Regions from separate parts of the Mus musculus genome. Here all the other regions are linked to region 1. A link is a contact called in public promoter capture Hi-C data. All regions are on one chromosome and are shown on one strand. Each heading gives the region's core, a stretch centred on a gene start, on an enhancer-like site or on the middle of the called end of the contact. The rest is flanking DNA. Distances are from core to core; before and after follow the strand shown.

Region 1 (7,373 bases), core at 4,085-6,584:
AATGAGCACAGGAACATAGAGAGGTTGGGCATGGTGGTATATACTTTTACTTGGGAGGCAGAGGCGGGTAGGCAGATCTCTGTAAATTTGAGGCCAGCCTGGTCTATATAATGAGTTCCAATCCAACCAGTTATATGGTGAGGTACTGTCACAAAAAGAAAAAGAGGGAGAGGGGTCTATATCTTCCCACAATGTCAGAATTTATTGCTTAACAATAAATTCACAAAGAAGGGTTGTGTCAATGGTAGCAGTTTGCTAGATATTCTCGCATTTCCTTGGTAACCCTGGCTGAAGCACACACAGGCTCTTTTTATAATTTTATTTATTTTTATTTTATGCACGTGGGTGTTTTGCCTGCACATATGTCTGTGAGCTACGTGTGTGCAGTGTCCATGGAGGCCAGAAGACAGAGTTGCATCCCCTGGAACTGGAGTTTCCTCCTCTGTTTTGTTTTGTTTTGTTTAGATTTCTTTATGTAGTCCTGTCTGTCCTGGAACACACTATGCAGACCAGGCTGGCCTCAAATTCACAGAGATCTGCCTGCCTCTGTCTCTCAAGTGCTGGGAGTAAAGGAATGCTCCACTGAGCCTGGTTTGGAATTGGAGTTAAAGACAGTTGTGAGCCACCATGTGGGTGCTGAGAATTAAACCTGGGTCCTCTGCAAGAGCAGCCAGTGCTCCTAACCACTGAGCTGTCTCTCCAGCCCAGAACACAGGCTTTCTTACTCCACTTCTAATTAGCTATCCTAACTCCCTATGGTGGTTTGGATGAGAAGGAACCCCATAGGCTCATAGTTTTGAATTCTTGGTTCCCCATTGATGGATCTGTTTGGGAAGGATTAGGAGATGTGTCACTAGGGACAGCTTTTGAGGTGTCAAGGCCCTCCTGTACCTCTCAGTGCCCTCTTTCTTGGCTTCGTAGCTGGATACAAAGATGTGGGTTGTTTCTGCTACGGAGCCTGTGCTTTGCCACCACGGACTCTGACCCTCAGAAACCATAAGCCTAGTTAAACGCTTTCTTTTGTAAGTTGCCTTGGCTGTGGTGTCTTATCACAGCAACAGGACGGTAACTGAGGCAGGTCATTTGATGTTTCACATACATGGAATGACTTTACTTCAAGGATAGCCTGCCCCCTTCACAGATAGCTCAGCCTCGGGGTGGGTCTGGAATATAGTCCTCAGGTGTGTCTTCTTCTCTTCTGTGCCTCTGCTGTCCTCTTAGTTGCTTCTGTTGTCAGGCAGGTTTGTTTCACATGAAGGAGAGATGACACCAGAGCCACATAGACGTTTCATGCCCTGCATTTGTCTTCCTACTCCACAAAACTAGCAAGTTATGTACTTTGTAGGCAAGTCAACGTCACTTGGTGAGGAGCCGCAGGAAACAGCAGGGAGGATTCTCCATATCGTTGATCTCTGTCATGTCTCACAACCTCTTTAGAGGCAGACAGACTAGAGAAAGCTTTAAGAACCTCCTGCAGGACTTGGACTTCCTATATTTCTGTCTGTCTTTACTGTGCATATTTGGCTTTGAGAGTCTCTATGTCTCCTTCCAGGGAAGCTAGACCAGTTGGAACTCAGACTTACTAGTTTAGGTGTGTGTGTGTGTGTGTGTGTGTGTGTGTGTGAACGTTCTAACTTATATTTCACTATACAGGAAGGTTGAGTGATTCTGGCCCGACTTGATCCGGACGCTCCAATGATGCACAGAATCTGTCTTTGTGTCTTACCTCCCCAGTTCTCATGTGGGCTATTCTGAGTAGTTTTTTCCTATACGGTGACAAGATGCTCTCTCTTAGGGTTGTGTTTTCATATTCCGTGCAAAGAGGGCTTTCCCCACCTCACACAGCTCCAAGATGGGACTCTTTTTCACAGCACAGATCAAATTAGTGATCTTCCCACAGCTAAGACAGGGAAAGTGGAGTTCACTAGACAGAAAAGCATGGCCACAGGGTGAATCCCAGATGGTCTGATTTGGAATGCAACGTCCCTAAAAGAAAACCAAGGTGATGTCACAGATGAGGACTCAGGGGATAGCCGAGTGGCAGAATGCTTGCCTGGGATGCTCCAGACCCTGAGTTTGGTCTCCAACACACGTATACACCCATACACACACACACACACACACACACACACACACACGCGCGCGCGCGCGCGCGCCTTTTTTAGTGAGAAGCTGGGCCCACCTGTCACTGAGCTAACACTCACTCTTGTGTTCTGTCAACATCTGCTTTGGAGAACCCTCCCACTGGTTTCTGTGTCTGTCCTCTATAACAGCTTCCTGTCTTCATGCTATCTTCCCCTTCCCATACTGCAGACTGCGCCTAGGCGTGTGACTGCCTAGCTTTCTCTTGCTAGCCTGTAAGGCTCACCGCCCCCGAAGGCATGGGTTTCACCGAGTTCTCTGTTTGAGTGTGAGTACTAGGCCCCCTGGGGCTGAAGGTGGTATATGTCTATACACTTCCTGCCAAAGCGAGTGAGAGCACCACCAAATAGTAGCCACCCTCAGGGTGGAAGGTGGGTTTAGGATTAAGTGAATATAGTACTTTTTGTTTGCTTGTGTTTGAGATAAGGTCTTGCTGCGTAGCCCAGGCTGGTGACCTGCCTCAGCCTCCAGAGTATTGGAATTGGAGGCCTGTACCAGCACACCCAGAGAGCACATAAATCTATAATGTTTAGAACAGTCTGGCATATAGTAGCTGCATAATAAACACTAGCTATTATTGTTTGCAGGAAAGGCTTGAGATGGGATCTCATATAACACAAACGAGCCTTGAACTCCTTACTGTAGCTAAGAATGATCTTGAGTTTCTGAGCCTCCCATCTCTGCTATCCAATATTATGGCCAATCACCATCTTACCTGGTTTTGTTTTTTTAGATTTTTTTATCTGTTATTTTTCTGAGACAGAGTTTCTGTGTGTAGCTCTTGGAACTCATAGAGAACTCATAGCTCTTCAGGCCAGGCTGGCCTCACAATCAGAGATCCGCCTGCCTCCACCTCCCAAGTGCTGGGATTAAAGGCGTGTGCCACCACCTCACGATTTAGATTTTTTTTTTTTTTTCCTGAGACAGGGTTTCTCTGTGTAGTCCTGGCTGTCCTGGAACTCACTCTGTAGACCAGGCTGGCCTCGAACTCAGAAATCCACCTGCCTCTGCCTCCCAAGTGCTGGGATTAAAGGCGTGCACCACCACTGCCCGGCCACGGTTTAGATTTTTAAGTTTTATTTTATGTCTGTGGTAGTTTGAATAACGATGGCCCCCAGAGGGGCTCATACGTTTGGATGCTTGGATCACAGTTGGTGGAGTGCTTGAGATTAATGTGGGGTCTTATTGGACATTGGAGGAAATGTGCCACTGAGAGTGGGTTTTGATGTCTCAAAAGTCCACACCAGGCCCAGTCTCTGTCTCTGTCTCTCTCTGTCTCTCTCTCTCTCTCTCTCTCTCTCTCTCTCTCTCTCTCCATGACTGTGGATCAGAATGTAGAGCTCTCATCTACTGTTCCAGGACTATGCCTTTCTGGCTCCCCCCTCCCCCGCCCCCCAAGGTGATCATGGACTAACTAACCCTCTAAAACCGTAAGCAAGCTCCTAGTTGAATTCTTTCTTTTATAAGACTTGTCTTGGTCATGGTGTCTCTTCACAGCAATAGAACAGTAACTAAGGAAATGTGTGTGGTTGTTTTACATGCCTGTATGTATGTGCATCACATGCATGCCTACAGATGGTTTGTAAACCACCATGTGGGTGCTAGGAATGAAATAAATCCTGGTTCTCTGCAAGAACAGTGAGCGCTCTTCACCACTGAGCTGTCTCTCTAGCCCGGCACCTAGCTTATGTGATGCTGGAGGCCATGCCTTTATGCATGCTATGAGGTGTTCTGCCAGCTGAACTCCATTCTCAGCCCCATTACTGTTATCACTTTAGCTGGAGACTCTAGAGTCGCTGGCTACAGTCACAGAGCCTCAGGCACTATCCAACCCTGTACTGAGTAACTGCAGAACACTTCAGACTACACCTTACGCACCGCACCGTTAGCTGTGAGGTGGGCAGGACTTCTTGTTTCTCTCCTACAGAAACTGAGGTTCAGGGAGGTGGGGCCTCTTGGCCAAGATCACACGGCTAATCAGTACAACTGGAGCCCCTTCTGTTCTTTCGAACTACTTCTACCTTAAAGAAGAGTTTCTTCTGACTGGGTCTTGCTATGTAGCCCAGGCTGGCCTCCTGCCTCAGCTTCCTGACTACAGATGACTGTCAGCACACCTGTGTCCTTGAGCTTTGCTGACACTGCGCCTCAGCCCCCTACCCTTCTCCAGAGCCACTTGTGGTGTTTCCTCTTCCTCCCAGGATAGCCCAAAGCTTTGGTAAATGGCAATAATGAAAAGAACCAACATCTTTTGGGTTTTTGAAACAGGGTCTCACTATGTAGCCTTGGTCTGGAGCTTACATGTGGACCAGGCTGGCCTTGGTTTCACTGACCCTTCTGCCTCTGCCTCCGTAGTAATGGATTTACAGGTGTGGGCCACCATATCTGACTGTAAGACCCCAACACTAATTAATACCTGCCACTCTGTAGATGCAAATCCAGCTATCCTTGGAGTGACCATCTCCATACGAAGGCAGGTAAGACTGTTATAGACAGGAAACTGGGGCTGAGATTAAATTAACCTGCCCAAGGTCACTCAAATGAGTGACAGCCAGGAGTCACAACAATGGTTCCAGCAAAGGCCTTTCTTCCTCTGCCCTTGCTACCGTGACAACCCACTCCCCTCAAGGGACAGGAATGGACCACAGCCCAGCTGTGTGTGATATCAGACTTCTGTGTGTACTCAGTGGCTTTTAAACTGTGTCAGACGGACTCCCGACTCCCTCTTCTCATGGCCCGAGAGCTCTCTAGAGGGGGAGCACTACTCATTTGCCTCCATAGCCCCAGCACAGAACAGGTGCTCCATAATGCCCAGTTATTTTACTTCTTCCGGGCCTCAATGCCACGAAGCAGAGGACAAGGGTGTCCCCGCTGAAGCCCTAAATCCCTAGAAAGGAGAAATGACCCCCCCAAGGCCTCCCAGAAATCCATTTGGGGTAACGACAGGAGAGGTCCCTCCTGTAGCAGAGAAGGCTCTCAAGCTGGTTGAAGCCGTTCTAAAGCTTTCTCCGGTGCCAGGGAAAGGACCTCGAGGAGGCAGCGGGCGGCTGGGGGAGGGATGAAGGAACGGGATATTTTTGCGTTCTGACATTAAAAGAAGAGTTGATTCGCGTCAGCATCTGTTCGGGGGTTGGAGCTGACAGCATGGGGAGCGGTCCCAGTCTTGCAGCCCTGGAGCGAAGGGCCGGGCCTCCATGAGCTCCGCCCAAAGGGGCGCTACCACCCGGAGGAGGCCGGCGCACGGCCGCTGCTCATTCATTGTCTTGACAGAGCATCCTCGGTGGCCAGCCTGCAGCTCCTCCATCCTTCTCTCCTTCCTCCTCTACTTGGGAGGGGTCACGCTCAGCTCTCCGCAGCAGGTGAGGCTGGGCGCCGGGGGAGGGCTGGTCACAAGGGCCAGGCAACGCTGCCATGGGCCACCTGTGGGGCCAGCGCCAGTGTGGGGGCAGGACTGTGGGACTGTGGGGGCGGGCGAGCTGTCAGAGCCACCAGGCTGGGGACAGAGAGCCGGTTTGTGAGCCCCGCCAGGAGGATCGAGGACGAGGGAGTTCGAAGGGGCAAGTAGGTCCCAGAGTGCTCCAAGGTGAGGGCTAAGGACCATCGTGACCAAGATGGAGGTGGGCTCCTGGGAGCGGCCGTAGCTGGGCTCAGAACCTATGCCCCGGGGAGGGAGCTTCTGAAGGTGGGGGATGCAGGGTGGGGTGAGCCAAGTAGCTGCCCTGAGCTTTGAGACAGGAAGGGGTTGAGTGCAAAACAAGACTAAGTTCCCCTTTCCGTGGTTTCCGGGCTTGGTACCTGGGTGGGGGAGGAGGCCGGGTGGGGCACATCTTCCGCCCCTACCTTGGATTGGGCTTTCCTTCTCCCAAATCCAGACTGCTCACTGGGGTCTTGTGTCCCCTTCCTGTCTTGGAGACTTCACTCAGGCACTTCACCTGCTTTTATTTTTAATAGACCTGGGAGCCTCCTTGGTGATACCGGGGTGTGCGAGGACTGGAGTCCCAGCACGAAGGGGCTGAGTCCCCCATTAAGGCAGAGCAGATGGGTGAGGCTGGGGAGGTGGATAGAGGCTCTGGGCAGGATGCCTTCCACAGCGCAGCCGAGGTTCCTTTACTGAGCAGGAAGGAGGAGGGATTGGGCACAGGATAGAGGCAGCCCCTGGGCTTCACTAGCTGGCTGCCTAGCCACAGTGGGTAACCATCTTAGCGGACCTCAGGGAAGTCAGGGTGGGCCTCTCCTGAGTGTAGTTTAACGGAAGCAGAAATGGCTCAGAAGAACATCTGCTTTTTTTCTGAGCGGAGGTTAGGAGCAGAGGTCTGGGGAGATGCTGGGACCCAAGCCATTGCTGCTTCTTGTAGCCAGAAACCTGGGGAAGCCATCCTGCTACTGCATCCCTTCCTAGGCAAGCTGGCTTGCATCCCTCTGTGTGCCATCCCTGAGCTGGAAGGCCAGGGAGAAGCCCTGCCCTGCCTTTAGGAAGCTCTGTGTGAGGGATGTGGGATCTAGAAGAGTTCGATAGGAGGGAACCTATCTCCAGACTGTCTGGACCACTAGGAAGGAGGCACTGTGTCTTAGTCAAGAACCAGACCCTTGGAGCCACACCATAGCAGGCTGTTGTAGGGGCTGATGGTGCAGGATTGAGGGTGTGGCTTGAAGTGCCTGGGAATTTGACAGAAAAACTGGGGAGGGTAAGCAGGGAGATAAGCAAGCTGTCAGTCATGGTCAGGGTGCCTCAGACGCCATGCTGGAACCCTCAAGGCCAGGCCAAGGGTTGCTCTGGGGATGACAAAGTGCGGCTGGGATTGACCCAAAGAAAAGTTTACAATCTGTATCCTTCAGGATGAGCCGGCAGGTGGTTCGCTCCAGCAAATTCCGCCACGTGTTTGGACAGCCAGCCAAGGCTGACCAGTGCTATGAGGATGTGCGCGTCTCACAAACCACTTGGGACAGTGGCTTCTGCGCTGTCAACCCCAAGTTCATGGCTCTGATCTGTGAGGCCAGTGGGGGAGGGGCCTTCCTGGTGCTACCCCTAGGCAAGGTGAGCTTCCGGAACCTCAATGGTCCTGGGGAGGACTCTGCTGTCCATGGAGACTGTGGGGTCCTCAGTAGCTGACTGTGACCCAGCTTCCCTGGGGTTCTGTGTTGATATCTGTAAAATGGGACAGGGCCATTTGCTACTTAAGCTCTCTGGGGACAAAACAAGGGGGGCAGGTCCCCCAAATCTTGGCTTGGGGTTT
Region 2 (6,465 bases), core at 2,151-4,650, 530 kb before region 1:
AAGGCCCATCACTGGAGTGTGAAGGGCTCCGAGGCGTCAGTGAGGGGCTGGTGCCGAGAGGAGGTGGAGGAGGGCTGGGGATGAGCGGGACCACGGGGTAGGCTGCGAGACTGAAGTCCTGGGGCTCCACATGGGTGAGGCGATGGCGAAGAAGAGTGGAGCTGAGGCTAAAGCTACGGTTACACTCTGGGCAGGCGTGAGGCCTCTGGCCGCTGTGGGTGCGGAGATGCTTCACCCGGGCGGAGCTATCAGCAAAGCCTTTGCCACACTCAGGGCACAGGTAGGGCTTCTCACCTGTGTGTACCCGCAGATGTTTCACCAGGTCAGAGCCCCGCGCAAACTCCTTTCCACACACATCACAACCGAAGGGTTTGGGGCCTAAGTGACTCCGTTGGTGGCTCAGCAGGCTGCAGCTGAGCACAAACCTTTTGCCGCAGTCGGTGCAGATATACGGCTTGTCCTGGGCCTTGGGTCTGTGTGGAGCCGCCGGAGCTGCCGGGGATGGCTGCCGTCGGGGAACCACTGGCCGGGGCAGCTGATCCCCTCTGTGTGTCCGCTGGTGCTTTATTCGGGCTGAACTGTCCCCAAAGCCCTTGCCACAGATGCCACACTTGTAGGGCTTCTCTCCTGTGTGCGTCCGCTGGTGTTTGACCAGGTCAGAGCTCTGCCGGAAGCTCTTGCCACACTCGCCACAGATCGTGGGGCGTTCACCAGCAGGAATCCGAGATCGAGGCATCTTGGGAGGACCTGGGGCCGGTGGCCGGACCCTGTAGGCCTTCTCTCCAGTGTGAGTTCGCTGATGTTTGATTCGGGCTGAGCTGTCCCCAAAGCCCTTGCCACAGACGCCACACTTGTAGGGCTTCTCCCCTGTGTGCGTCCTCTGGTGTTTCACCAAATCAGACATCTGCCTGAAACTCTTGCCACACTCACCACACACAGCAGCTCGGTCATTACTGCCCTGTCCCCACCGGGGTTCTCCCAGAATCCGGGGGACTGGGTCTCGAGGCTGTCGCTTTCCAAGCCCCTCTCTGCGGTCCCATAAATCATCCCAGCACTGAATGCCATCGGGTTTGAGAGAAGTGTTTCCTACTTGGAGAGTTGGGGCTAACTGTTCCTCTTCCTTGATCTCTGGGCCATCCCTCTCTTGTGGTGAGTGTTCAAACTCATCCCCCGGAGAAGCCTCCATAGTCTCAGTCCCTACAATTAGAGAAAGAAAACAGAATTATAAATCTCACCCTTTGGCTCAACCTCATCTTTCCTTTTATGGCTCCCGGAATGGAACCCAGGGCCTCTACCCCTGGGGGTAACCCCCGGTAACTCTCCCAGTAAAACATCTTTAATGAGGCACAATCTCTGAATGTTCTCCCTCTCTACTGAACTTAGGGAGCACTAATTATCTGCCTCTCACTAATTATAAGTACTACTGTGCCGCAATCCTTAGCTGAGACAGGGGTTTTGATAACTTGCCCAGGCTGGCCTTGAACTTTCAGCCCTGATGGGCATGGTGGCACATGCTTTTAAACACAAGCTGGGAAGGCAGAGGCAAGTGGATCTGACTTCAAGGTCAGCTACATAAGTAACAACTTGTCTCAAAACAAAGTGTTCTTAGCCTCCCAAGTCCTGGGATAGTAAGTGCACCATTACCCCTGCTTGCTATGCATTTAATCAATGATCACTAAACTAAACAATACAGGGGCCTTCTAACAATACAAGACTTTCACAATCCTATTGGTAATATTAGTCTCTTTGGTTTACCCCCATGGAAACAAAGAGAATTAAAGCAATTTTTTTTCTTTCTTTTGTTTTCAAAGCAGGGTTTCTTTGTGCAGTGAGTCTGTCTTGGAGCGCACTCTTTAGACCAGGATGACCTGAAACTCACGGAGGTGTCTCTATCATTCCTCTGACTTCTGAGTGCTAGGATTAAAGGCATGTGCCACCACCACATGAAAGTTAGTAGAAGCCCGGTGTGGTGGTGCAAGCCTTTAATCCCAGCACTTGGGAGGCAGAGGCAGGGGGATTTCTGAGTTCGAGGACAGCCTAGTCTACAGAGTGAGTTCCAGGATAGCCAGGGCTACACAGGAACCCCCCCCCCCAAAAAAAAGAAAGAAAGAAAGTTAGTAGAAAACTTTCCAAGCCCCTCTCTGCGGTCCCATAAATCATCCCAGCACTGAATGCCATCGGGTTTGAGAGAAGTGTTTCCTACTTGGAGGAAACCCTACCCTGGGCCGAGTTTCTAACTATCTACTCAAGCCTGTGTTATATTACAGTATTTCAATTTAGAAAACCTAGTATATGGTCTTTTGATCGAATTTCTGTGGGTTTTTTTTTTTTCTTTTTTTTCCTCCAGTTTTTGAGACTGTCTTACTGTACTGCCCAGACTGGATCTGAATTCTCCACTCCATTGGCTCTATCCTGGTAACTTCTACGATCTTGTATAAACTTACTTCCCTACAGATAAACAGATATGGGGTGTAGGAGAGAAAAAACAAAGTAGCAATGATTGTAACTGCGGGTTCGGAATAAACCTGCTGCCACAAGAGGCAAGAGATAAGTCAAGGACCGGCATTACTCTGCAGCAAAAACAACGGAAAGGAACGCGGTTATTTGGAAAAGGATACTGAGACTACTCTGAGCACGCAAGGTCTGTACTTAACACTAGAGCTTTTAAATTAATAAAAATAAGAAAGCCAGGGAAGGTTTTGAGAAGGCAGCCAGTATTAGAGCTGGATTTACAGCAGAACGCATGCAGAGAAAGAGCACCAGAGATTACAATTGAGCCTGGAGGCCTGCAGTAGGGCTGAGTGAAGGGGGAGGGGAGAGCGTTAGGGAGGATGCCCCTCACGGCCTGGCACACAGTAGGTGTTGGCTTCTTCCCTTCGGATTTTGCTGCCCCTTCGCCCACGTCCGACTTTCCTGGGCCCTGGGTCCCCAAGCATCCATTACCTTCCTGTGCGATGCGGACCGCCGCCCTCACCTGTACCGATGGCTCTCAGCCGCTTTCAAGTCCTCTGTACCGCGAAGCTCGGCGCCCCAGGGCTGTGCAGCGCGCTGCACCGTCGGCCCACGACCGGGACGCGGCCCCGGTGAGTCCGAGGGCACCTGCCGCCCCGTTCCCCTCGGTACAACAGGAACCCAGCAGCCAGCCGCACGGGTACGGGCTCCACGCCACGCCAGGAGGGGGCTCGGCCCACGTCCCGGGCGCCGCTGGGCGGGACGGGAAGCGGAAGCACGGGCCTCGGCGAGCTGCTCTAGGACCCGGAGGAGCCGCGGGCTCGGCGGCGGCGGCGGCGGCGTGGACCAGTTCTAGCCGTGCCCTGCGGCGCTAGCGGCGTGCCTCCTCGGATGGACAGCTGGCACGGCGGAGCCGGACTGCCCGCGCGGGACAACCAGGAAGGAGCCCAGGAATGGAGTGGCAGACAAAGGGAAACAGAGAGCCGGCGGGCGGGGCGGGGCGCCGAGGCGGGGGAAACAAAGCCCAGCTCGGAGTGGGGGCTGGGCCGGGGCAGGCAGGTCGAGCTGGAGCCTGCCAAGTTCTAGCCTGAGAGTCACGAGTCGGGGCACTGTCGGCGAGAGACGATGCTCGGGGACAGGACCTAGAGACTGGGTACCAGAGACAAAGAGATGTAGAAACAGATAAGAACCGTCAAGTCACCCTAATGGAATCAGGGGCCCTAAGAGGCGGAGAGCCTGGAGAGAAACGGGCGGGAGACAGAACAAAGGACGACAGGCGGAGACAAAGGTAGAAAAACAAAGAAAGGCTTTGCAAAGGCCAAGCCCAGGGAGGGACTGAAGAATAAACCCTGCCTCCATCTTGCTGGAGTCACGTTCCAAAGGATCCAGGCCCTAGAAGCATAACCCCGGCATCTTATGTTGTAGGCAGGTTTTCCTTTATAGAGGTGAGTACCCAGAGGCTTCCGTCCTGCCACTAAAGCGAGTGCTAACGGGGTTTTTATTAATTCGTTATGTTTTAGCAGTACATAATGTTATTTGTATTATATTAGATTTGTCAATAAAGCAGAAGTTAGAGATAAAGTTAAACCATGCATCGTCTGTCCCTTGAGTGCGGTCAGTTTTTGTGGGGTTTTTTGTTTTGTTTTTTCGAGACCGGGTTTCTCTGTATAGCCCTGGCTGTCCTGGAACTCACTTTGTAGACCAGGCTGGCCTCAAACTCAGAAATCCACCTGCCTCTGCCTCCCGAGTGCTGGGATTAAAGGCGTGCGCCACCACGCCCGGCTAGAGTGCGGTCAGTTTTTTTAAAAAAAATCATACAAGGCGTGGAGAACTGGGCCAGTGGCATGCCTCAGTGGGAAAAGGGGATTGTCCGCAAGCTTGACAACCTGAGTTCTCTCCAGGGAACCTGTGTGGTGGAAAGGAGAGTGCACGTTGTCCTGTGACCTCCACATGCACTGGTGCAATGTGCCCCCCAAATTTTAAAAATTCTAACTAACTTAAAAAAAAAAATTGGTTGGTCCTGTTAATCCCAAAGCAGGGAGGAGAAAGACCACTGACCCAAATTATCATGCCCAATTAAAGCAAGCTTTGTTACTCTTCTACACGAGATGCCTGCCCCTAAGATGGATTCAAAGGTCAGTATTGAACTAGGGAAAAATAAGGGTTTTATAGCTCGAGGGGGTTGGGGGGGTCCAAACTGGGGATTTGGCAGGCAAATAGGTGGAGTTACAGAGCAGAACAGTTACAAGGCGTTCATAACAACAGGTGGTTACAGTGATCTTTTGAGACAAATGTAGGCTTGCAAGATGGCTGTAACTTTTTGGAACAAGGACGTGGTTGCTGTTTTCTGGAACATTCTGTATGGTACTATTTGTAGTTGAGGTCACAGGTGGGACATGTGTTAGGAGCTGCCCACATTCCAGAACCAGGTGTGCCCTCACCTGCCTTCAGCAATCCAGCCCCAGCAGCTATATCATCACCAGCTGCCATACCCTTTATAAAGCCCATGCCATCAATGGTTCGTTCTCTCTCTCTCTCTCTCTCTCTCTCTCTCTCTCTCTCTCTCTCTCTCTCCTGCTCTGAATCAGCCTTTTGTGCCCCCCCAATAAATCTCTTAACATTTATTGCATTATTATAGGTCAATTGTGTGGTGTGTTCTCTGCAAATTCCTTGGCCCCAGCCACCAAGGTCAACTTTCGATACAAACCCGCCCTAACATGAATATCCTGGTGCCTGCTTTCCCCTTTTGGGGGTTAAAGCCACTCTGGGACCCTACCCACCAGTTCTACCTGCAACAGACCCACCTGGCCCACTGATGGCTTGATAAATGCTCCCCCTTGGTTGGTGTAAATGCTTCACCAGATCTCTGGTGTTCTTGGAGGCAGAAGTTCCCACCGGGCTTTGGACCCTATCCCTTTGGGTTAGGCTTTATTTCTGAGCTCTGTTTCTGCCTTTTGGGTTCCCTCAAAGGCCCTGGTACCAGTCTCCTCAGGGTTTTAACCCTTGTCCCACATTCAGCTGTGCCTTCCAGTTCAGCCTTCCCTGGATCCTGGTGACACTGATCTTCAGGCCTAGGACCTCTTCCTCTTCCTCACCCATGGGAATAGCTTTTTGTACCTCCTGGCTCCCTTTGGGATGCTTCTTGCAGAACACCCGACCCCTCTTTACCTGGCATCTGAACTGAAGGACTCCAAACGTATTGGCTTTTGCAATCAAATTTGGCCTCAGTATCCCTTAGTCAGTCCAAATGTGGCCAACTAGTGGCATCCTAGATCTTAGTCTACACTGCCAGCAATCGAGGGGAGTGGAAAAGAGATTCTCTCCCTATTTCTCTGTTCTCTGCTCCAAGCTCAGTTCGTTTTTGTCTAGTTTTCCCAACACTGTGTAAATGTCCCGTCTCTAAATTACAGTTGTTGGGTCTGTAGTCTGACTCTTCAGCTGTTGCTTCCCTCCCTGCTGTGCCCACCTTGTGGGCTCCGCTCTCTGGCTCCCACAGCCTGCTATGACTCTAGCCTGCTACGCTCACATGGACATCGCCCTTTTCCATTCTGCTCAGAGCTACCTGCTCGCTCTTTATGCCTTCCTAGTCCTAGATTTTGCAGGTTTCCTTGCTTTATGTAGGAGCCTGCCTGCTTAGTCCTGCAGCGTCTCCACACCCTTGTGGCTTCTGTGACATTGGAACCCTCCCTTGCTGGAGTTCCTACTTGTTTCTTTCTCCCTTAACTTTAACCAGTCTACTTCTGGTCTATACCATAAATGCCTCTCTCGAACCTGGAGCCTGCTATGCCCTTGGGCGCTCACCATTGGGCAACAACCTTCCCTCAGCTCTGGCCTGCTGCATCCATCTGGATCTTTCTACTGATGTACTAGTCCCCTTTCCCCCTGCACTCTAGGCTATCTCTCCTTCCAGCCTGTAGTCCCTCAGCTTCGGCTCTCTGCTTCCTCTTGGAGCTATAGGAACACCCCACCCCCACACAGAGAAGCCCTGTCTCACAATAACAAGCAAAAGGATTT
Region 3 (6,512 bases), core at 2,242-4,741, 670 kb before region 1:
AGGTCCTGAGTTCAATTCCCAGCAACCACATGGTGGCTCACAACTATCTGCAATGGGGATCTGATGCCCCCTCTACTGGTGTGTCTGAACACAGCTACAGTGCACAGTGTATTTTATATACATAGAATAGATATTTTAAAAAACCAAAACCAAAAACCTTTGATTAAAGTGGGATGTTGGCTTTGATGGTCCTCTGCCCTGTTAAGCTTTTCTCTGACCTCTGCCCTCCAGCACCATTTCTATCCCTCCTTCTTCCTGGGAAAGACTCCTGCTCTCTGGCTCCATGACTAGAATGGAGCCCTTTTGTGATTTGTTTTCTGGCGCTCCTTGACTCCCAAGGGCTTTCATTTCCACCCTCAATTTTTCTAGTTAGAAAGCTAGCTATCAGCTTTCAGAAATAAAGTGCAGAGTGGGCCCTTTTGCTTTCCGATTTCAGCCATTTTGTGTTTCTTAACCCCTCCATTCCCACCCACAGTTTTTCCTGTTGTAAATCCATTCCCTCAAACTTTTTCCAAACAGAATATATGAAGAAGAAAAAGAAAAAGCAGAAAATCTTCTCTGGGAGCAAATCTGGGGATAATCCAGTCCTGGCAGTCCCAATAAAGTTTTTGCTGGAACGTGGAAACAAAAATATCCATTCCTTTGTCCTGCACCAGTTTCTCCACAGCATTGGGAATCAAATCCCCATTCAGCCTGGATCCATGTTGGGAATTTTAGAACTGGAATTTAGAACGGGAATTTTAGAATTTGGATACTTTGTGGGTTTTTCTTTCTTCCCTTTTCTTCCACCGTTTTAGCCCCATAACTAGATAAGGAAGAAAGAAAGGTTACAGAGATAAGAATACTTCCCTATCTAAACTCAGTTTCCAGTGACTAAATGTGTCCCATTTCTTCTCCTTGCTATGCCACTGTGCTAACATTAATTGGTATAGTTCTCATAAATTAGCCTAACTCTACAGAACATTCCTCTATGACCCAACTGTATAATCACGGGTTCAAAGTCTAAGTTTCATTGATTGCCTTTGAAGATAGCAGGTTTCTGCTGCGGAATCTACACTATCAGACATCGTGCTCTAACACAGGTTCCTTTGGTTGTCTTTTAACTATGGACTTAAGCAGTTTCTCTTTCATAACTATATTATCAACTATATTCCCAAGGTCAAGGTTTTACATTTCCGTAGTCTTTTAAATGTAATATATTCATTCTCCTAGATAGAAGGAAAAATCCCTTCTTGTTCCTTCTGCTCCAGGAAAGCTTTTGCTTTTTCCAACTTCATCTTAAAGACTGTTCATGTTGTTATCAATTCTATCTCTTTTATAAACTCATAAGCTACAGGAAACCCAATCAGATCTACCTCTCCTGGACCAAGTAGACACCATCCAGATAAGTACACCTGCCAATCAATGGCCTATGTCCTCATTTGCTACCTGTCTTAGTCAGGGTTTCTATTCCTGCACAACACATCATGCCCAAGAAGCAAGTGGGTGAGGAAAGGTTGATTCAGCTTATACTTCTAAACTGCTGTTCATCACCAAAGGGAATCAGGACAGGAGCTCACACAGGGAAGGAACTTGGAGGCAGGAGCTGATATAGAAGCCTTGGAGGGGTGCTGCTTACTGGCTTGCTCAGCTTGCTTTCTTACAGAACCCAGATCTATCAGCCCAGGGATGCCACCGCCCACAATGGGCACTTCCACCTTGATCAATAATTGAGAAATATTATTGTCAATTATGTCTTATTATGCTGGATCTCATGGAGGCATTTCCTCAAGAAATTTCCTAAGAAAAGATGTTTCTCTGCCAAATTTATTTAACTTTCATCTCTACCTGTTGTGTGTGTGTCTGTGTGTTTCAGCATCTTGTCAAGTCCAGCCATTTACTACATCCAGGACAGCTCCAGAGAAGCAACCCACCGGTGCTCCCATCTTCTTTCACAGGCACAGATGCACCTATTGGACCTGCTCCATCCTCTCTCTCCATAGATGGTTCCACAGACCCTGGACAGCAAGGAAACAGCCAACTCTGCTAAGACTGGACCGACTTCCCCATACCCATTTTCTTAGGGTTCCCAGACACATGTCACCCCAAAGTCAGCAGGAAGTAGTCAGACATCATGATAGTCAGACATCATGACAACCCTACTCCTGCTTCACCATCACCACTTTGAAAATTTCCCTTTTTTTAATTAAACCAAAATGGGGGAATGTTAACATTTCTTCTAGGCTCTGCCCTCGTTTCCTGCCAACAGCCATGACTCATTATAAAAGGGTCTGCTTGCTCCCTCCTTTTGCTCTCTTGCTCTCTAACCCTCTTCTGCTCTGTCCCTTCTCTCCCCATTCCCCTCCCCCCTCTATATGTGTTCTACTCCCTCTCTTTCTCTGTCTCTCTCTCTTTCTCTCTCAATCCCTCTATCCTTCCCCCTTCTCTCCCTCTCTCTCTGTCTCCCTGCCTCTGTCTCTATTAAGCAGTCAACTCTCCTCCCCATGCCTTAAATGAACTCTATTCTATACTGTACCATTGTGAGCTGGTCCCTCTGGAGGAATGGATGCCTGAGCATGAGCTCACAGAGGTACCCCATTCACCTACCCCACACTGTGCCTCCACCAACATATCCCTGGTTTCTTTGTCTTTTTTTATAAAGTACAAACAGCTCTGAATGATGACAAATAGGATAATATCCCTTTTGTAAGTAGGTATTTTTATATTAAAATAACAATGAGTCAGACTTAAATCCTTACTGTGAGTTGGACCTCATTCCTCCCGGGACTCTCACAAATGGCCCAGATATCTTAACTCCCTCCTATGAGTGAGGCAGAGAAATCCAGTTGGGCAGGTGTACATCTAACCTTTTAGAAGATTAGATGGTCTGGAATGTCCCAGGTGTCCTGGCTGATCAAAGATCAGCTCTGTGATCTCTGATCTGTATCAGGAGCAGTCAGTATTCCTCAACTAGTTTGAGATTTGTAGACCAAGCTGGTGGAACCACCCCAATTGGAGGCCTGCTTCATTTGATAGCTCATTAACAGGGCTGGAGAGATGGCTCAGCAGCTAAGAGCACAGACTGCTCATCCTAAAGGTTCTGAGTTCAAATCCCAGCAACCACTTGATGCCTCACAACCATCTCCTGGTGTGTCTGAAGACAGCTACAGTACTCGTTGAAATTAATTTAAAAAAAAAAAAAAAAAGCTTATTAACAGCCCTCCCTCCACAGGCTTGCTTCTAGCTCCAAGATGAACACTGACCACAAATAAAATACTAAACATCTATTCACAGGCCGCTTCCACCTAGCTGACTGTGAGAGGGGTGTGGTTCTCCTGAGACCATAAAACCCTCCCTGTTTGTGGTGCTCACAGGCAGGGTGTGTCATGTTGGCCTGCCAGCCTGGGACTTGTTCTCAGACTGGCACTTGTAGACTCTGTGGCCATTTTGGTTGAGGGCTTGATGTCATTGGTGCAGGAAGTCACGTGATACAACCCTGGGCAGGACCGCTAGGGAGCGTAGTTTTGAGACGCCGCGCCCAAGTCCACATTTTTACTCGGTCTTCCGGAAATCTCCGCTGTGCTCCTATCAGTTTTCACTTTTTCCCTACGTTAAGGTGCACACGGACCTGGTTCCTGTCCTTTTTCAGCCCTGGTACCCGAAAACGGACACGTTGGACTGGGCAGGCAATCCCAGGAGTGCGGGGCTGACCCAGGGACTGTGCGGGGAGTCTACATGGCGCAGGTGATGGCCCCGGGAAGGGCCTCGGTACCGCCTGTGTTCTGTAAACCTGGGACTGTGAGCTTCGCGGACGTGGCCGTGTACTTCTCCCCGGAGGAGTGGAGGTATCTGCGGCCGGCGCAGAGAGCCCTGTACCGAGAGGTGATGCGCGAGACCTACGGTCTCCTGACCTATCTCGGTGAGAACCTTCCTGGCCGCCGTGGTCGCGATGCCTGTGACACCGTGGGTCCTGCGTGGCAGCAGAGAGACCTGGGCACGGGCGGTCGGAACCAACTGGGTCGTCCTCCTGACTAGTGGGTTTGCTATCTTTCCCTACAGACGTCGGATGCGCCAAACCAGCGCTCATCAGCTGGGTGGAGGAAGAGTCCGAAGTGTGGGGACCCGGTGCCCAGGATCCAGAGGTGGCCATGTGCAGGACAGAAGTCCACTCAGGTGAAGGACTGGGTACTTGCCTGGGGAAACTTCTGTGTTGCCAGCCTGTGTGGTGTCTTCTAGTGACTGCACTTACTGCCTGGCAGTTTCTTCCCTGTTTTTGTTTCTTGGCCAAAGCCATGATGGCTGGCCCCTGGATTCATCTAGAAAGGGGCTGTGATTGTTCTGTCCAGTGCTCTCACCTCGTATATACAGGGCCACTAGGCTGTACGGGTTGTAGCCCCTCGTTCCCACTCCTCTGCTGCCATCACTGTGGCTGCCTTCTGGAGTCTCCTTTAGCTCTTGCTTTCCACCTCTGAGAAGTGCTTAGCTTACTGCACTTGGGAATTGGGACCACACAGACACCTTTCTTTTCTTTTCAATTCTTTTCCTTTATTTTTTATTTTTTATTTTTTTAGAGGGTTTCTCTGTGTAGCCCTGGCTGTCCTGGAACTCACTCTGTAGACCAGGCTGGCCTCGAACTCAGAAATCTGCCTGCCTCTGCCTCCCAAGTGCTGGGATTAAAGGTGTGCGCCACCAAGCCGAGGCCCAGACCCCTTTCTTTATGCTGCATTTGGACATCTGCACACTGCACATGCTCAGATGCTGTGACATCTCCACTCCTGTGTCCAGTCTGTCCCCTTGTGGGGCTGTGGAAATTAAGGGGCAGTAGAAGTCAGAGTCTGAGCTTTTTTCATGGTCTCCCAGCAGATTGCAGGCACGAGAAGGAAAGGAAGAGACCAAGAGAAGAGACTGAAGCAATGCAGAAGACATTTTCTCCAGAACCTGGGCAGAAGGAGCCACAACTCTCATTTGCTGTCTCCGCTAGTGGAATTCAAGCCACGGTCCTAAGGGCAGACAAGCGTCACGGGTGCCATTTGTGTGGGAAGAGTTTTGCCCGGCGGTCCACGTTGGAGGCACACATGTACACTCACACAGGTGAAAAGCCGTTTCAGTGCCCAGACTGCAACAAACGATTTGGCCGGTATTCTTCCCTGAGCACTCACCGAGCCATACACCGAGGGGAACGGCCGCACCAATGTCCTGACTGTGGGAAGGGTTTTACCCAGCGGTGCACTTTGGTGGCACACATGTACTCTCACACAGGTGAAAAGCCGTTTCAGTGCCCAGACTGCAACAAATGCTTCGGCAGGTATTCCTCCCTGAGCATGCACCGAGCCATACACCGAGGGGAACGGCCACACCAGTGTCCTGACTGTGGGAAGGGTTTTACCCAGCGGTGCGCATTGGTGGAGCACATGTACTCTCACACAGGCGAAAAGTCATTCAATTGCCCTGATTGCTGCAAGTCCTTTGGTCGGCCATCTTCCCTGAGCAGGCACCGGGCCATACACCTCGAGGAGCGGCCTCATCGCTGCTCTCACTGTGGCAAGACTTTTACACAGCGCTCTTCACTCACCAGCCATCTCCGTGTCCACACTGGGGAGAAGCCTTACTGTTGTGCTGATTGTGGACGCTGCTTCAGCCAGCGCTCTAGGCTCCATGAGCACCAGCGAGTGGTACACAGCGGTGTGACCCCCTTTTCTTGCACTCACTGTGGCAGTGCCTTTGCGGATTCCAAATATCTTCGGCGCCACATGCGCATCCATACAGGTGAGAAGCCTTATTCATGCCCTGACTGGTCGCTGCTTTCGCCAGGGCACCGAAATTCCAGCCCATAGGAGGACCCACACTGGCGAGCGTCCTTACCCCTGCCCTCAATGTGGCAGGCAGTTTCGCACAAAGTCAGCTATGACAAGCTACCAGTGGGTCCTTAGACCAGGATTAAAGGCCATAAGGACAAAAAAGCCAGTCAGTTATCTATATCCCTGGACCCTAGACAAGAGGACCCGGATCCACCTGTGGGCTTCTAGCATTACCCAGAGTTATTCCAAAAGTGCGGGTGATGGTCTTAAAGGCGCCAACATAGAGGGTGAAATATGTACATTGTTTGAGGCCCAGAGGATTGAACCTATGGCATCTTCCTGAAGTCACAGACGTTCTAGGTACTGCTGGTCTGGGCACCGGGTACAGTCTTCTAGGAGGTTTCCAGATGCATCTGCACACACTCCGGATGTACTGTCGTCTTGGCGTCTATTGGGCTGGGCTGGGCTGGGCAACCCCACTAGAGCTCCATGAGAAGCGAGGGCCTTTTCCTGGCTCAGAAGTATTGAGAAGCCTGAGGATGAAGAGAGCCTCGTTGAAGTCATTGTGTCTTTAATGCAGAGGCTAAAGTTGATGGCTCTGTGTGGGTTGAGCCAGCTGCATTCTCCGGGATTGAGTTACTGGTCAAGAGCCTGGTGTGGTGGTTCCTGCCTGTGATTCCCCCACTGGGGAGGTAGAGACAGGAAGACCAGGAATTTGAGACCAGTTTGGGTCAC
Region 4 (6,640 bases), core at 3,160-5,659, 590 kb before region 1:
GGGTACAGATGGGCATCGCCCCACATTTCCAAGGACTTGCCCCTCCCAACCACACATCCTGCATTCAACAAATCAAACCTCACTTTTCCAGAATAGGCAGTACTACTCCTTGCATTTATGACTATTCTGTTCTGTCAGGCAGCATATTTATAGACAGGGCTTTTGTCCTTTGTACATCTTTGTCTCTTACGGCCTTGCCCCATGGAATCCAGCACAATGCCTGATCTGTGACAGTAGATAAGTAAAGAAGTGGCAATTAAGCACTGCATCCCATGAGGCTTAGAGGCATCCCATGAGGCTTAGAGGCACGTACATGCCTGTGATCCCAGCACTGGGGAGGCTGAAGCAGGTGAATCTCTGAGTCTGAGGCCAGCCTGGGCTACAGAGAGAGTGTTCCAGGATAGCCAGGGCTACACAGAGAAACCTTGTCTCAGGGGGAGAAAAAAAAGCAACTATTATAAAATTAAAAATAAGCGTAAGCAGCCTGTATACAGCTCAGTTAGAGGCAGCGACATCAAGAGTTCAAGGACAACCTCAGCTATGTATGTCCAGACTATGTGAGAAAAGACTATAGACTTGTCCATTCTTAGTAAGCAGCAGTTCAGTCAACTCTTGGACGCTACTAACAATTCGTCAGATTTTTTATTTCTGAGACAGGGTCTCATTATACAGCCCAGGCTGGTTTGTAACTGTGCAGTCCAGGCTGTCTCAGCTATCCCCGTGCTGGGATTGCAGGTCAATATACCCCAACATCTGGCTCCTCCTCCCACCCCTTTCCAACATCTCTACACAGTGTGGTACTGTGTAGTTCATCTGTGTAGTTCAGCTCCACGGGCTCTGATGCCATCATACAAAATTCTTACCAAAAGGCTTCCCTTGGCGGCATCTGTTGCCAGCGTCATTCCCAAGTACTTGGAGGTATGGTTAGAACCTGTAGGCACAGGAAAGGCAGGATGGAAGGACTTAGGTAGTCAGGCGCGTTGGGGTCAGCCTCAGGTTTCCTGGGAGGGCACGTCCCCTCACCTTCCCTCCATACTCACCATGTAGGCTGACTGGCTGGCAGAACTCGCTGCTTGTTCGGCAGTGATAGAGGCCTCCCGTGTTGTCCCCCTCACCTGGGGCTCCCACGACAACCCTGATGGAAAAATCTCACTTGAGATGAACCTGCCCAGGACTTTGCCCACCTAGTTCCTCTTTTCTTATTTCCTACCCATTCCTTCTTTTCTTTCTTTTCCCCCTTTCTTTGAGACATGGTCTCACTATATAGGTAGCCTTAGCTGTCCTAGAACTTGCTATGTAGACCAGGCTAGCCTCAAACTCACAGAAAGATCCGACTTCCTTCTCCTTTCCAAGTGCTGGGATTAAAATTGTGTCCCACAATCCATTAAGGTTTTTTTCTTTTTTCCCCTGAGACCGGGTTTCTCTATGTAGCCCTGGCTGCCCTGAAACTCACTCTGTAGCCCAGGCTGGCTTCAAACTCAGAGATCTGCCATCTTCTGCCTCCCAAGTGCTGGAATTAAAGGTGTACACCACCACCACCTGGCTATGTATCTTTTTTTTTTAATTCATTTTATATCCCAATTTCACCCCCTCCCCCTCCCTCCTCTCCTCCCAGTCTCATCTTTACAAGTCCCATTCCCCATTAACCCCTCCCTTTATCCTCAGAGAAGGGGAAGACCCCCTTTGGGTACCACCCCACCCTGGGCTATCCAGTTGTTGTAGGCCTAAGTGAATCTTCTCCCACTAAGGTCCAAAACCATACAATGGAAAAAAGAAAGCATCTTTAACAAACGGTGCTGGTCTAATTGGATGTCTGCTTGTAGAAGAATAGACCCATATCTATCGCGGGGCCATGTATCTTAACAAGCACTTCAAAGTGATGCTAGGCTTATTGTAGCTTAGAGGGCAAAAGTGCTTAACAAGCTTGAGAAACGGAGTCAGATTTGCTCTCCTAAGAGGTAGAAGGAGAGACCTGACTCCAGCAGGCTGTCCTAACTTCCACATGTGCACGAGAACATTCACGTACACACACAGCCCAATCACTACAGCATTCACATACACACGCAGCTCAATAACAATAACAACTGTATGCTTAAAACTTGCTGCCGCGGCAATACACCTCTTACTCTCCAGGCGAGCTCTGGAGTAGCCCCTATTTCCTAATAGCCAAATAACATAATTCTAGACGTTAAAGCTTCATTTCATTTGCATACTAGAAAAATTCAAGGCCCAAAGAGTGTCTGCTAGGTGGGCACCTTCATTTAGTCATCAATTCAAAAGCTATTTGTGACTAGGTGTGGTGACATAGGCCTGTCACCTCTGCTATTCAGAGACAGCCAGAGGCAGGAGGACAGTAGCCCCAAGCTAGCTGTGGGAATTTAATAAGACCCTGTCTCAAAAAGAAAATAAAAAAGAAACCAGGTCTGGTGGCATCTGCTTGTGATCCCAGCACCTCAGAAGTAGAGGATAGGGGGTCAGAAGTTCAAGGCTCTGCTCAGCTACAGCAAATGTAGAAAAACTGATCTACAGAGGCCCTGTCTCCAACCAAAGAACACAAACCCTGATGTAGCTCTATGGAGAGCCTGCCTAACACACATAGACCTGGTATTCAAACAGCAGCACCACCAACAACAACAAAGCCATCAATGCCCAAGCCTGTCCTACTATGTGCTTAGCTTAGGACAAGCCTGTCCTACTATGTGCTTAGCTAGTCTTTGAATTGGGAAGCAGAGAGGAGATGGTCCTCAGACACTCGTGTGGCTTAGGACCCATCACCCTCACTCTATGGTACTAGAGAGAGCCTTGCTCCTGTTTCAAAGATTCCACCTAGCAGACACTCGCAGAAGAGAGGCCAACCCCTGACATGGGACAGTCCCCACCCCTACCCCTGGGCAGATGTGGGGCCCTGCATACCCTGCTGCTGGAGGGTAGTTGAAAGAATAATAGCTCACCCATCTTCAATCTGCAAGACCTGGTACCCAAAATGTCTTCCAGCTTGTGCCAAGAAGCTCTGCGTAGGCCGTGTGTCCAGGTTGTAGCTCCAGGCCTTGGCTGCGGGGAGCAAAGCAGTCAGCTGCTCCCTATCTGGACCCCCCCCCCCACACACACACACCCCACACACACACAGACCACACACACACCCCCACACACACACACCCCACACACACAGACCCCCCCCACACACACAGACACACAGACACAGACTAGTGCTGCCTCTGAGGCCTGTTCCTCCAAACCCACTCATGCTCTGAGGCTGCCTACACCCAAGCACAGACTGGTGGCGCCAGGACTTTCCCTCTGAGGCCTGGACTAGAGACTAGGAGACTACACAGTCTGTCTCCCAGGGTAACTCCTCCCAGACCCAGAGGACTCAACTTCCCCTTGGACCTATTGGGAAAGAAGGAAGGGTAAGAAGGCGGAGGCCCATGAGAAAGAAGCCAGGGAGGGGGCCTCCAGGCATAGAATGACCAAGTTCCCAGGCAGGGACTGGGAAGAGTCTGCCCTGAGGCCCCATGGCTGCCACACTGACTGCGCTTCTCTGGGCACCTTGCATCCCAGCACCTGAGAAGTGACCAGCCTCATGGAGTCACCATACCCAGAACCCAGCAGGTGACTTAAGTTTCCCAACTCTACCCACCAGACATAGGTATCTCCCGACCTTTTAAAATCCAACACCGCCCCTCCCCCATCTTAGGCAGCTAGAGTGCCCTCTGCAGCCTCTAAACTGTCCTTTTCTGGTCCAACTTTCCTTACAGAAAGACTTATAGCACCTTGTGTCCTGGATATCAGAGATGAGGGTACCCTCTTCACCTCCCTTCAGGTGCCCAAAACTCCCAAGCAGACATAATACAAAGGAGGTGGAGTAGAAACCTAACCCAGCCTTCTCCCATCCTGAGTCCTTCCAACCATCTACCTAAACACGTGAAGGCTCACTCCACCTCCCACCCGCTCTTCCTTCCACGCCCTTCGATATCATGCTTCAAGTTTGTGTAGGTTCCCTCTTCTCTCTCCGGGATTCCTGGGTCCCACATCACCTATACCGTCCATCCCCTGGAGTGGCTCCTCATCTTCTTTGGCTCTACAGAGCCTTCTGGTTTCCCCTGTCACAGACAACGTCCCTTTCCCCTCCCTCCTGGATTTCCTACCAAACAGCTGGAGTCCCAGTAGCAAAAGTCTGGGGCCCGCAATCCGGAAACTCATCTGCGCTTAGGAGGGACCTGTGGGTCCGGACTCGATCTCAGAGAGCTCTTGAGATTTGCTGGCAACCTAGACCCGGGAGGAAGAGGGAAATGGTGGCTTCTCTTGCATGGGGCCCCTTCCAGTGGAACTTTCTCAGGGCTGCCAGGCTGATGACACTGGGTGGGGGTGGAAGGAGGGGGTGCGCTCCTGTCCGGGTTGTGAAACCTCTCTGTTCAGAGAGGAAGTATAAGCAGGTTAGATACATTTCCTGTGCCTACTTGCATTTTCACATCATCCAAGAGCAGACAGCAAGGCGGTTAAATTACTGCCACTTCAGCTAGGCAACCTCCGCTCTCACACCAGGCCCCGGAAGATTCTTCAAAGCCTGATAGAAGGGAGTAGGGAGTAGACTCGGGGGAGGGAGGGGTAAGGGGGGGGGAGGGGAGAAGTGCTGTAATTATATTATCTAAAACAACAAACAAACAAACAAACAAGCCAGATAGAGGGTTGCTCAGGAAGCATCCCTAAACCGTCCCTGCTTGAACCACACAGGAAGATTGTGGGTGACAAAAGGATGCATGCAGAAAAGAGAGCCTGGAGCAAGCCACAGAGCTGCAGGCTTCAGAGCTAATTTCTTTTTTCTTTTCTTTTCTTTTCTTTTCTTTTCTTTTCTTTTCTTTTCTTTTCTTCTCTTCTCTTCTCTTCTCTTCTCTTCTCTTCTCTTCTCTTCTCTTTTCTTCCTCTCCTCTCCTCTCCTCTCCTCTCCTCTCCCTCTCCTCTCCTCTCCTCTCCTCTCCTCTCCTCTCCTCTCCTCTCCTCTCCTTTTCCCTTCCTTCCCTTCTCCTTCTCCTCCTCCTCCTCCTCCTTTTCTTTTTTTCACATTTTTTTTTCCCAAGACAGGGTTTCTCTGCGTAGCCCTGGCCACCCTGGAACTTACTCTGTAGACCAGGCTAGTCTTGAACTCAGAGATCTGAGATCTGCTTACCTCTGGGATTACTGGTATGCATGCACTACTACCATTTGGTTAATTTTGTTTCTTTTTTTTTTTTTTTTTTAAAGATTTATTTATTTATTATATGTAAGTACACTGTAGCTGTCTTCAGACACTCCAGAAGAGGGAGTCAGATCTTGTTACAGATGGTTGTGAGCCACCATGTGGTTGCTGGGATTTGAACTCTGGACCTTCGGAAGAACAGTTGGGTGCTCTTACCCACTGAGCCATCTCACCAGCCCCTAATTTTGTTTCTTAAAAAAAAAAAAAAAGAAAAAGAAGCCAGGCGTGGTGGCGCACACCTTTAATCCCAGCACTCAGGAGGCAGAGGCAGGCGGATTTCTGAGTTCGAGGCCAGCCTGGTCAACAAAGTGAGTTCCAGGACAGCCAGGGCTATACAGAGAAACCTGTCTCAAAAAAACAAAAAACAAAAAACAAAAAAAAAAAAGAAAAAGAACTCAGGACACAAAGACAACTCGATAACAACTTTAAAAAGACAACTTTTGAGGGATTCTTTTTTTATTTCTTTTCTTAAAAAAAAAAATCACTGGGCCCATGGGATGTTTTTTTTTTTTTAAGAAAAGAAATAAAAAAAGAATTTGAGGTGTTAGCTCCACCCAAAGAGCCCACATAAAGGTCAAGGTTGTCTTCTGCCCTTCACATGTGTTCCCTGCTCCCCGTCGTACACACATAGTAATTTTTAAATATTCAAAGTTTTATAAATAAATATATTTTTCAAAATCAAAAATAACAATAATTTTCCTAGTGCAGGGATCAAACTGATGCATTCTATTGCAAAGCTTTGCCCCTCAGTTCATATTATTTATGGGGGGCGGGGTGTTGTTGTTTTGTTGGGTTTTTGTTTGGTTGGGTTTTTTTTTCATTTTGTTTTGAGACAAAGTTTCTGTACGTACTCCTGGCTGTCCTAGAACTCACGCTATATACAAGGCTGGCCTCGAACTCATGAACATCTCTTTGCCTCTGCCTCCAGAGTTCTGGGATTAAAGGCATGTGGCATCACGCCCAGCCATTTATGTTTTAAACGAGCACTCTCCCACTAAGCTACCTGCCCAGCTCATTTCTTTAACCATGAAATAGAAATGGCTGACAAAAACATGAAGGAATGCTCAACAACATTAGTTATTATAGAAAGAGCACGGCAGCCTGTAAGGCCTGCAATTGGGGATGGAGACGGGCATGAGGTGCACCTAAGGCAAGCTACAGTGCAGACAGACCCTGAAAACAGACCGGGGTGGGGGTGGGCGGGTAGCAACCAGGTGCAAAGGTTCAGATGTGGAATTTCATTTGAGTGACATGTCCAGAATAAGTAAATTTTTGTGTGTGTGTTGTTGGAATCAAATGTAGTGCCTCAGGCTTGTATTTCAGTTGTCTATCACTGAATTGCGTCCCCAGCCCCCAGACAGGTAAGCCTGAAGAGATGAAGCGTGGATGAGTGACTGCCGAGGAGCA

The links. Promoter capture Hi-C pulls out the DNA fragments that hold promoters and counts their contacts. Capture Hi-C pulls out chosen DNA fragments and counts their contacts.
Region 2: a contact with region 1 is called in a promoter capture Hi-C map of liver, with 3 times the contacts expected there. The contact joins the promoter of Zfp553 here to the promoter of Coro1a in region 1. A contact is called at or near these places in 3 of 39 promoter capture datasets (the C10 cell line, neural stem cells and pre-B cells), 2 of 484 Hi-C or Micro-C datasets (CD8 T cells and pro-B cells), 11 of 115 datasets of contacts at active chromatin or transcription factors (astrocytes, bone marrow-derived dendritic cells, bone marrow-derived macrophages and 7 more) and 2 of 9 other capture datasets (liver and macrophages).
Region 3: a contact with region 1 is called in a promoter capture Hi-C map of pre-B cells, with 3 times the contacts expected there. The contact joins the promoter of Zfp747 here to the promoter of Coro1a in region 1. A contact is called at or near these places in 2 of 39 promoter capture datasets (embryonic stem cells and pre-B cells) and 1 of 115 datasets of contacts at active chromatin or transcription factors (microglia).
Region 4: a contact with region 1 is called in a promoter capture Hi-C map of fetal liver, with 2.2 times the contacts expected there. The contact joins the promoter of Itgal here to the promoter of Coro1a in region 1. A contact is called at or near these places in 8 of 39 promoter capture datasets (the 3T3-L1 cell line, fetal liver, hematopoietic stem and progenitor cells and 4 more), 2 of 484 Hi-C or Micro-C datasets (B cells and liver), 1 of 115 datasets of contacts at active chromatin or transcription factors (effector CD8 T cells) and 2 of 9 other capture datasets (adipose tissue and liver).

The regions. Positions count from the first base shown.
Region 1 is chr7:126,702,777-126,710,149 of GRCm38.p6, reverse strand. Coro1a (coronin, actin binding protein 1A) reads left to right here and starts at 5,334. Exons shown (of 11, transcript NM_009898.3): 1 at 5,334-5,498; 2 at 6,976-7,174. The coding sequence starts at 6,977.
Region 2 is chr7:127,229,996-127,236,460 of GRCm38.p6, reverse strand. Zfp553 (zinc finger protein 553) reads right to left here and starts at 3,400. Exons shown (of 2, transcript NM_146201.2): 1 at 2,975-3,400; 2 at 1-1,197. The coding sequence starts at 1,186. It overlaps Gm4532 (predicted gene 4532), which reads left to right and starts at 3,331. Exons shown (of 1, transcript NR_030674.1): 1 at 3,331-4,043. It also overlaps a transcript of Septin1 not described here.
Region 3 is chr7:127,373,029-127,379,540 of GRCm38.p6, reverse strand. It overlaps Zfp747 (zinc finger protein 747), which reads left to right and starts at 3,491. Exons shown (of 3, transcript NM_175560.3): 1 at 3,491-3,898; 2 at 4,039-4,152; 3 at 4,843-6,512. The coding sequence starts at 3,715. The coding sequence ends at 5,813.
Region 4 is chr7:127,294,029-127,300,668 of GRCm38.p6, reverse strand. It overlaps Itgal (integrin alpha L), which reads right to left and starts at 4,409. Exons shown (of 31, transcript NM_001253872.1): 1 at 4,146-4,409; 2 at 2,952-3,051; 3 at 1,041-1,135; 4 at 864-931. The coding sequence starts at 4,200.